2 separate regions of the Ovis aries genome follow, and region 1 is linked to region 2. A link is a contact called in public Hi-C data. All regions are on one chromosome and are shown on one strand. Each heading gives the region's core, a stretch centred on a gene start, on an enhancer-like site or on the middle of the called end of the contact. The rest is flanking DNA. Distances are from core to core; before and after follow the strand shown. Region 1 overlaps SMG1 (SMG1 nonsense mediated mRNA decay associated PI3K related kinase). Region 2 holds the start of ARL6IP1 (ADP ribosylation factor like GTPase 6 interacting protein 1).

Region 1 (4,127 bases), core at 845-3,344, 85 kb before region 2:
ATAGTTCCATCATCCCCTCCACCCTGCACCCCCAAGTTTCCTTGTTCCCTTTTATAGTCAACTTCTCCTAGTCCTTGATAACGACTGGTCTCCCCGCCCCTCCCCCATAATTTTGTCTTTTCAAGAATGTTATAAATAAGTTTTGAAAAAATTGTGGTAAAATACACATAACCTTCACCATTTTCCAATTCATTGGTATTAAGTACATTCACAGTGTGTGCAGCTGTGACCAACATCTAGTTCCAGAGCTTCTTGTCACCCCAGATTGAAACCCAGTACCAATTAAGCAGTCACTCCCAATTTTCCCCTCTTCCCAGCCCCTTGCAACCACAAATCTACTTTCTTTATGGATTTGTCTATTCTGGATATGTCATATAAATGGAATCATGTAATATGTAGCCTTTTATCTCAGACCTCTTTGACTTAGTATAACATTTTCAAGGGTCATCCATGTTGTAGTAGGTATGGCTGAGTAATCTTCCATTGTATAGATTTACACATTTTGTTTATCCATTCATTGTTTGATGTGTATTTGAGTTTCTGCCTTTTTGCTACTGTAAATAGTGTTGTGGTGGACATTGATGTGTAAGTTTTTGTTTGAACGTTTTTCAGTTCTTTGGGGCATATACTTGGGAGTCAGTTGGAGTCAATTTGCTGAATCATGTGATAGTTCTCTGTTTAACTCTTTGAGGAAATGCCAAACTGTTTCTGACGTGGTTTCTAGCATTTTACATTCTCATAAGTAATGTATGGGGGCTCCAAATTTTCCAGCTCTCACAACATTAGTTATTTACCATTAACAGATTTTTTTGCTCTTCTAATGGGTGCTTTCTCTCTGTTGTTTTGATTTGCATTTTCCTCCAGGTGGCGCTAGTGTTAAAAGAACCCACTTTCCAATGCAGGAGACATAAGAGGCTTGGTTTTGATCCCTGGATCAGGAAGATCCCCTGGAGAAGGGAATGGCAACCCACTCCAGTGTTCTTGCCTGGGAAATTTCGACAGAGAAGCCTGGTGGTCTACCGCCCGTAGGGTCGCAAAGAGTCAGACACAATTGAAGTGATTTAGCACGCATTTGCCAGTGAAATTGAGCAAGTTTTCATGTGCTAATTGGCCATATGTATATCTTTGGAGACGTGTATCTATTCAGGTCTTTTGCCCATTTTTAAATTTGAATGTTTTCTTGCTTAGTTATAGGAGTTCTTTGTATACTAGACTCTTTAAGAGATACATGATTTGCAGGTATTTTCTCTGGTTTTGTGAGTGGTCTTTTCACTTGATAGTATGCTTTGCACAAAAATGAGACTTGTAATATGCATATTAAGTAGATTTTAAAAATTTAGAATTCATTTAAATGAATTACTGAATCCATCCCTTTCTGTTACTGGGTTCTTTTTTGTGTTACAAGACAAAGTTTTTGCTTAAATAATCATGATGGATTTTGATCCAAGGCCATCTTCTAGTTTCGCTCCACTCTCCTTGCAGCATCATGCTGTTCTCCTTCCCTATGGAAGGTGTGTGGTGTTAGATAATATTGTACATCTGCCTTCAATGCTGACATCTCAAACTAGTGAACAAATTGAAGCTAGTATTGAACTACTAAAGTGCAAGCTAGGGTGATACTCTAAGTGCTGTAAGAGTTTAAAGAAAGTACTGAATCATAGGATTTTTTTCTCTCTCAAATCACAGAATATTTTATATTCTTAATTGGAATTTATACTAACAGTTCTTTTCTTTCTAGATTGTAAATTCTTAGAGGGTTGGGATTATCTTATTTAGTTCATCTTTTGGAGTTATTACTCTTAATTAGTGCTCTTGTAGAAAATAACCAAGAAAACATTGTTGATTTTTAATAGAATATATAGGAGAGGGAGTATGGGTTCTAGGTTGAATCTTGAAGAAAAATTAGTGTTGGGTTAAGTTAGGGGACTGCACTCTAGAGTAAAGAGAAAGACCTTGATTGTGAGAAGAGGCAGTCATAAGAAATAATTTTTTGCTCTCTAGGCAATGGGAATACAGGGATAAGCAACACTGACAGGCTCCTGCCCTTCTGGACTTTACAGTCTCCTGGCAGAACACAGTTAAATAAGCTGCTCCAATGGTGTAAGAGTTAAGGAACTGTTAGGTTTCGGGTAGTACTTACGTAACAGGGATTCCTAGTCAGCGTCAGGGGAATCAGAAACTTTGCAAAGGAAAGCTATAGTTTAAAGGACATTGAGAGATTAATGAGGGCCAAGGAGAAGGCTGTTCCATGCAGACAGGCTTAGCAAGGTGGACGGGGCACTGAAAGAATGGGATGAGTGGGGCACAGAAGGTAAAAGCGTTACGACAGTGTGGAGAGTTAGCTGAAGAGGGAAGTAAGGACCGTAAGATGAAGATGGCAGTGGGAGGACAAACGTTTGTGTTTTATTAGAATTGTCTTTGTTGTAAGTGGGGAGAAATGGAATAGAGGTGAGAACTAGAGGTGGAAAACATACTATTAGGTAGGTGTAAATGTAATTACAGTTGCAGACTGTGAATTTTAAATCATTATGACTAGGCTCAGACACATCTTTATTTACCAAAATAGGAACCATTGCAATCAACACGTTTTTGCCAATGAGAAATGTTTGTTTATTCCTGTAGTGTTAAAATTTGGGATTTGATGAACTCTTGGAAAGCATTTTCTGCCTCCTGCTGGTTGTGGAAACATTTTCCCTGCAAAAAGTTGTTGAGATGCTTGAAGAAAGTGGTAGTTGGTTGGTGAGAGGTTAGATGAAGATGGCGGATGAGGCAAAACCTCATAGCCTAATTCATTCAACGTTTGAAGTGTTGGTTGTGCAACATGCGGTCAGATGTGATGGAGAAGAAGTGGATCCTTTCTGTTGCCCGATGCTGGCTGCAGGCGTTGCGGTATTTGGTGCATCTCATCAATTTGCTGAGTGTACTCTCAGATACAATGGTTTTGCTGGGATTCAGAAAACTGTAGTGGATCACACTTGCAGCAGACCACCAAGCGGTGACCATGACATTTTTTGGTTCATGTTTGGCTTTGGAAAGTGCTTTGGAGCTTTCTCTAGGTTCAGCCACTAAGCAGGTCATTGCTGGTTGTCGTATAAAATCCACTTTGCATCACACGTCCCAATCCGATTGAGAAATGGTTCATTGTTGCGTAGAATAAAAGATGACACTTCAAAATGACAGTTTTAAAAAAATCTTTGGTCAGCTTATGCGACACCCACTTATTGAGCTTTTTCACCTTTCCAATTTGCTTCAAATGCCAATGACCGTAGAATGGTCAATGTTGAGTTCTTTGGCAACTTCTTGTGTAGTTGTAAGAGGATGAGCTTTGATGATTTTCTGAGTGGTTCTTTGTCAACTTCTGGTGGCTGGCCATTGCACTTTTCCTCTTCAAGGCTCTGGTCTCCTTTGCAAAAGTTTTGAACCACCACTGCACTATTTGTTCATTAGCAGTTCCTGGGCCAAATGTGTTGATGTTGGGATGCCTCCGCTGCTTTATGGCACATTTTGAACTCGAATAAGAAAATCACTTGAATTTGCTTTTTGTCTAACATCATTTCCCTAGTCTAAAATAAGTATAAACAGCTAGTTTGTGTCTACTTTGGCCACTTGATGCGAAGTACTGGCTCATTGGAAAAGACCCTGACGCTGGGAAAGATTGAAGGCAGGAGGAGAAGGGGATGACAGAGGATGAGATGATTGGATGGCATCACCGACTTGATGGACATGAGTTTGAGCAAGTTCCGGGAGTTGTTGATAGACTGGGAAGCCTGGTGTGCTGCAGTCCGTGGGGTTGCAAAGACTCAGACATGACTGAACAACTGAACTGAGCTGAAACAGCTAATATTAAGTCATTAGCAAAAAATCATAAAGCGAGAAATGTGCTTTAAAATGATGTATAACATAACTACATTTAAGAATGTTTTCCAATATCAAATGGCCAAGTTCAACAATGTGAAACTATAATTTCTTTTGCACCAGTGTAATATGTCTGTTTGACCAAATAGTGCCATTTGTTGGAAAATGCCCACATTTATTAAAGTGGGAGTTCTGGGAAGAAACGAGCCAGTTGTTGTGTTTGAAGCATTAGAACATTAAAAGTGCTTTTTTTTGTTTTGTTTTGTTAAATA
Region 2 (4,411 bases), core at 301-2,800:
GCCTGCTCCTCACAGTTCATAACTATATAAAGTCTCCCCCAATGGGGTATATCTTGGCTGCATTTTCCCTACATAAACTTTTTTCCCCAACATTTCCCAAAGCAGCATTTGATTGGAAAATCTCCTTCCCTTACAAAGCCCCCTACCCTGCTCCGTCCCACGGGGTTTATACCTGATCAGATGCTTAATTTTTTTCAAAGTTCAATGGCAAATTTCATAACTTTTAATGATATTCACAATGCTTCTGTCCCCCTAGTTTTCTTAGGGGCAGCATGTGGTCTGTAGCTGTGTTGGCTCACATTTCTTTATGCCTTCCCTGAACTTTTTATGAACCTGGTAGTTATTTAAGGAACGTTTTTAAAATAAACGATGGCATAATATAGATGACTGCAAAAGGATAAAAGACTGGAAGTTGAAAGCTATGGCATGTTTTTCTGAAAGAGATATCTGAAAGGTCAACATTTGGCATTATTTTGTGTTGAGTAATGAAAACGTTAATGCATTTTGAAATCCTGGAGAGAAAATGTGTCTCACATTGATCATCTAGTTCTTAAATTGCAATGAATTCCACTCAAGATGGTTTACATCTTTCCTTATATGAAAGGATCTGTCAAAACCAGCCCCTTTTTGGAGGGGGAACATGCGGTTTCAAGTGAGGTGTTCTATTAAGAACTTTCCCAAAGAACCCACGAAAATGAACCAGTTTTATAAAGTGCATTTTTCACAAGCTCTCAAACTCTGCCCAGATGTCCACACCCCCTCTGCCGCCCCCCGCCCGTCCATCTAAGACCTTATTCCTAATGAGTAGGGGAGGAAAATTACAGAAAACCTAGAATTTATGCCCTTTTCCCTTGTCCACAAAGCTCATGAGATGGGCACGAGTCTCCAAGTCACAAATCTAGGCTAAACTGCTCAGCAGCCTGACGAGGGCTGCCAGAGCAGGGATTAGAAGAAATGTGGGTCCAACTCGGGGAACAGCCAGGCCCAGGGCCACCCGCTGGATCTGGGAGAAGATCCCAGCCCGCCCCCTTAAGGAGGTTACTGTCACATGCCCATCTCTGCCCTCCGCCTGATACTGCGTGGCATATTTCCTTAAGGACTCAATTCCAGAGAGCATGCTTAGCTGCTTTGAAGTCCACTGGAAGATCGTCCGAGAGCCACCTGGCGGCCCGCCTTAGGAATACTGAAGCCAGGCCAGGCCCCCGGGAGCGGCCGTTGAACCGCTTAGGAGAGGCCTGGGCGGGGCGTTGTCACCTACTGGGCGCTGATTGGCCATCCCATGGCCCCGCCCCCGGGGCACTGGCGAGGTTTCTCTCCTTTGACCTCGGTTTCAAGTCATGCGCTGGGCAGCGGTTGGTCCGACCTGTTCAAGCTTGATCTCGATTTGTCCAATGAGGAACGAGCTTCGCAGGGTCTGTCGGGAAAGGCAGCCGGCCTATATAAGAGGGCTGCGGGGCGTATCCTCGCGCTAGGGGTGCGGCGAGGGAGTCTGTGGAGGATTTGTTGTGGTTTCGTCCTGTGCTCGCTGAGACGGCACACCTCGAGAACTATGGCGGAAGGAGATAATCGCAGCACCAATCTGCTGGTGAGTCCCAGCGACTAGTCGCCAGAGGACCGAGTGGAGCCTCCGGACTTTGGTGTGCTCCGTGGGACTGAGCTGCGGCCTTGTTCTTATCACCCGCGGCGGGCCCGGCCCTCCGCTCCCTTCCCTGGTGTAGGCGATGACGCTTGCCCTTTTGGCTTCTTGGTTAACCTCTGCTTGACAGTGACTAGTCGTGGCGTCTCCTAACACCCCCTTGGGGAAGGTGCGCGATGGAGCGAGGAGGGCGCGTGATCATTCACTGCGAATAGAGGAGGAAGCTGGAGAAGGGGGCTGTGACCAGTCTGGGTTGCAGTCAGTGGCAGAGAGCCGCGAGGGGCCTGTCGAGCGCTTTTGGGGCCCAGACTCCAGCCGTATCTGTGTCTCCCCTTCCTTGATCTTAACCAGAATGTCCCTTCGCCCTTTACCCTAATGCTTGGGCAGGAGTGGAGGGTCAAAGGGCTCTTCCCGAGCGTTTCTGTTAGAGCCTGGCACGGCTTAAAACGGCAGGGAGGCTTCGAGCTCACGGCTGGAAAATGGAGGTGGGATCCAGCTGGAAGGACAATGGGAGGTTCCTGGCGTTTGTCTGGAACTTCTAAGACTGGGAGGGGGTGTCACAGGACGATTTTAGAGTAAGCAGGGGTCGAAGGGAACTGCAGTGAGCTTGTATCAAAGGCAGACAATTATAACCTCAGCCCGAATGGGGTGCCATTGCTGTCTCCGAAACTTAGCTTACATGCAACGAAAAAAACCAACCAAACAACAACAAAAAACAAAATCAACTTAAAGGTTTTTTGCCACATTAGCTCATCTGAGAAGTCTGCTTAGCTCATCTGAGAAGTCTGCTTGCAGCTGATTGTCAGATTTGCAGAGAAATTTGACATCTAACCAAAGCATCCTGATAAGTGTAAGGAGCATTTTATTGAGATATATTGGGCTTAATAAGTCTTATAATTCGAAGAAAGCACAGTAGTTTTCCTTACTTGTGCAAGTGATGCCAATATACAGATGATTCTAGTACACCAAGAGCTATTTTGGAAATGAATGCTGTTCAGGGAGAGGCTTTCCTCATGTATTCAGGAGTAGGGGGTTAAATCAATGAAATGACCAAAGAACAGATCGATTGTAACAACCTGAAATGAGCAAACTTCAAGTGATCTTATTTTATACTTGGAGCAGTGCCACTTAGCAGTGCATAGTGAAGTGAAGTCGCTCAGTCGTGTCCGACTGTTTGCGATCCCATGGACGGAGTAGCCTGCACCAAGCTACTGCATCCATGGGATTTTCTAGGCAAGAGTGCTGGAATGGGTTGCCATTTCCTTCTTCAGAGAATCTTCCCGACCCAGGGATCGAACCCAGGTCTCCCGCATTGTAGACAGATGATTAACCGTCTGAGCCACCAGGGAAGCCTACAGTTAGCAGTGCATGGTTTTGGGAAAATAACCATTCTGAACTCACTTTAATTGTAAATGGGTCTGATTATCCCTATCTTAAGGGGTCTTATAAGGATTATGTTACATAACCCCAGTGCTTGGGCTTGGAAAGTGACCGTTACATGATAATTTTCCCCCCATTGGTTTCTGACTTTGGTATCTCTAGGAGTCACAGAAATGTTGAGATTAGTAAAATGATTGCTTTAAACGTTGCTCATATGTAGGCTGCAGAGACTGCAAGTCTGGAAGAGCAGCTGCAAGGATGGGGAGAAGTGATGCTGATGGCAGATAAAATCCTCCGATGGGAAAGAGCCTGGTTTCCACCTGCCATTATGGGTGTGGTTTCTTTGGTGTTTCTGTAAGTGAGCTATTAAATTACAATAGATTTATGCTTGTTACTAATAATGGTTCAGGTTTCATTTATGGAAGTGCCTGAAGTCTTGTAATTTTAAAATCTGTAAAAAAATGCCTTGCCTTAGAGCCGCCTGCCTGGTTTTCAGAATCCATAGTACTATGTAAAGTCAGTAACCGGTGCAGTGAAATAAATCTGTGGTTCAAACTTAGGACTGTTTACACTCCTAGAAGGTGTTGAGGACCCCAAAGGGCTTTTGCCTCTTGATGTTTACGTTAACCGTTATGGCTGGGATGTCATCATGTCACAAAACTTCTGGAAAACCACTTGTGAGAAAATGAGAATAGGAAGGGCAGATAACATCTTTTGAGAACCAGAGGACTAACTGAATAAACGTCTTCAGCTAGCACTGATAAAGACCATATTTTTCTAACCTTTGTTACTTTTTTTTTTTAAACAGGACTATCTACTATCTAGATCCATCTGTTCTATCTGGTGTTTCCTGTTTTGTTATGTTTTTGTGCTTGGCTGACTACCTTGTTCCCATTCTAGCACCTAGAATTTTTGGCTCCAATAAATGGTAGGTGGCATAATGATGTGGCATTCAAATTTCTGAGAAGTTGCGAACCTGATAACTGTGACTAGGGTGCTATAATCACACACAGAGAGCTGCCTTAATTAACAGCTAGGGATTAGACTTACTGTTTGATGTAAAGAACTTTTTAGCTGATTCACATATAAATCGTGAATTTCCAGTACTTATATCTCCATAGTTCTTTTATACTCTAGCATTTATTTTGACTTTTTTCTTTCTAGACCTTTTTATTGAAGTGAGGCTTTTTTTGGTAATGATTTTTCAGTGATTGCAGAACTCATAATGAGCTTTCCATAGTATGTCTGCTTTACATTTTTTACCATTGATATTTAAGGTAATACTAATTTCATAAGTAACTTAGGAATAATTCAAAACAGTAAACATAGTTTTTTTCTTGCCTGTGCATTTAGCGACTGTTCATAGAATGTCTGCTTTTATGTTACGTGCACTCT

What was found. Hi-C and Micro-C count contacts between places; a contact is called where the count stands out from the background.
Region 1: a contact with region 2 is called in a Hi-C map of liver, with 2.3 times the contacts expected there. The contact joins the enhancer-like site here to the promoter of ARL6IP1 in region 2. A contact is called at or near these places in 2 of 16 Hi-C or Micro-C datasets (blood and liver).

What each region holds. Positions count from the first base shown.
Region 1 is chr24:17,014,833-17,018,959 of ARS-UI_Ramb_v3.0, reverse strand. All of the region lies in intron 1 of SMG1 (SMG1 nonsense mediated mRNA decay associated PI3K related kinase), which reads left to right. Among named protein-coding and RNA genes, the nearest start is that of SMG1, 17 kb to the left of the region's middle. Within about 2 kb of position 2,094, at least 1 of the 54 cell types and tissues checked has an H3K27ac peak or open chromatin away from gene starts, as enhancers often do. A contact at or near this core is called in liver, where this site is marked.
Region 2 is chr24:16,929,011-16,933,421 of ARS-UI_Ramb_v3.0, reverse strand. ARL6IP1 (ADP ribosylation factor like GTPase 6 interacting protein 1) reads left to right here and starts at 1,550. Exons shown (of 6, transcript NM_001162557.1): 1 at 1,550-1,585; 2 at 3,237-3,370; 3 at 3,825-3,944. The coding sequence starts at 1,550.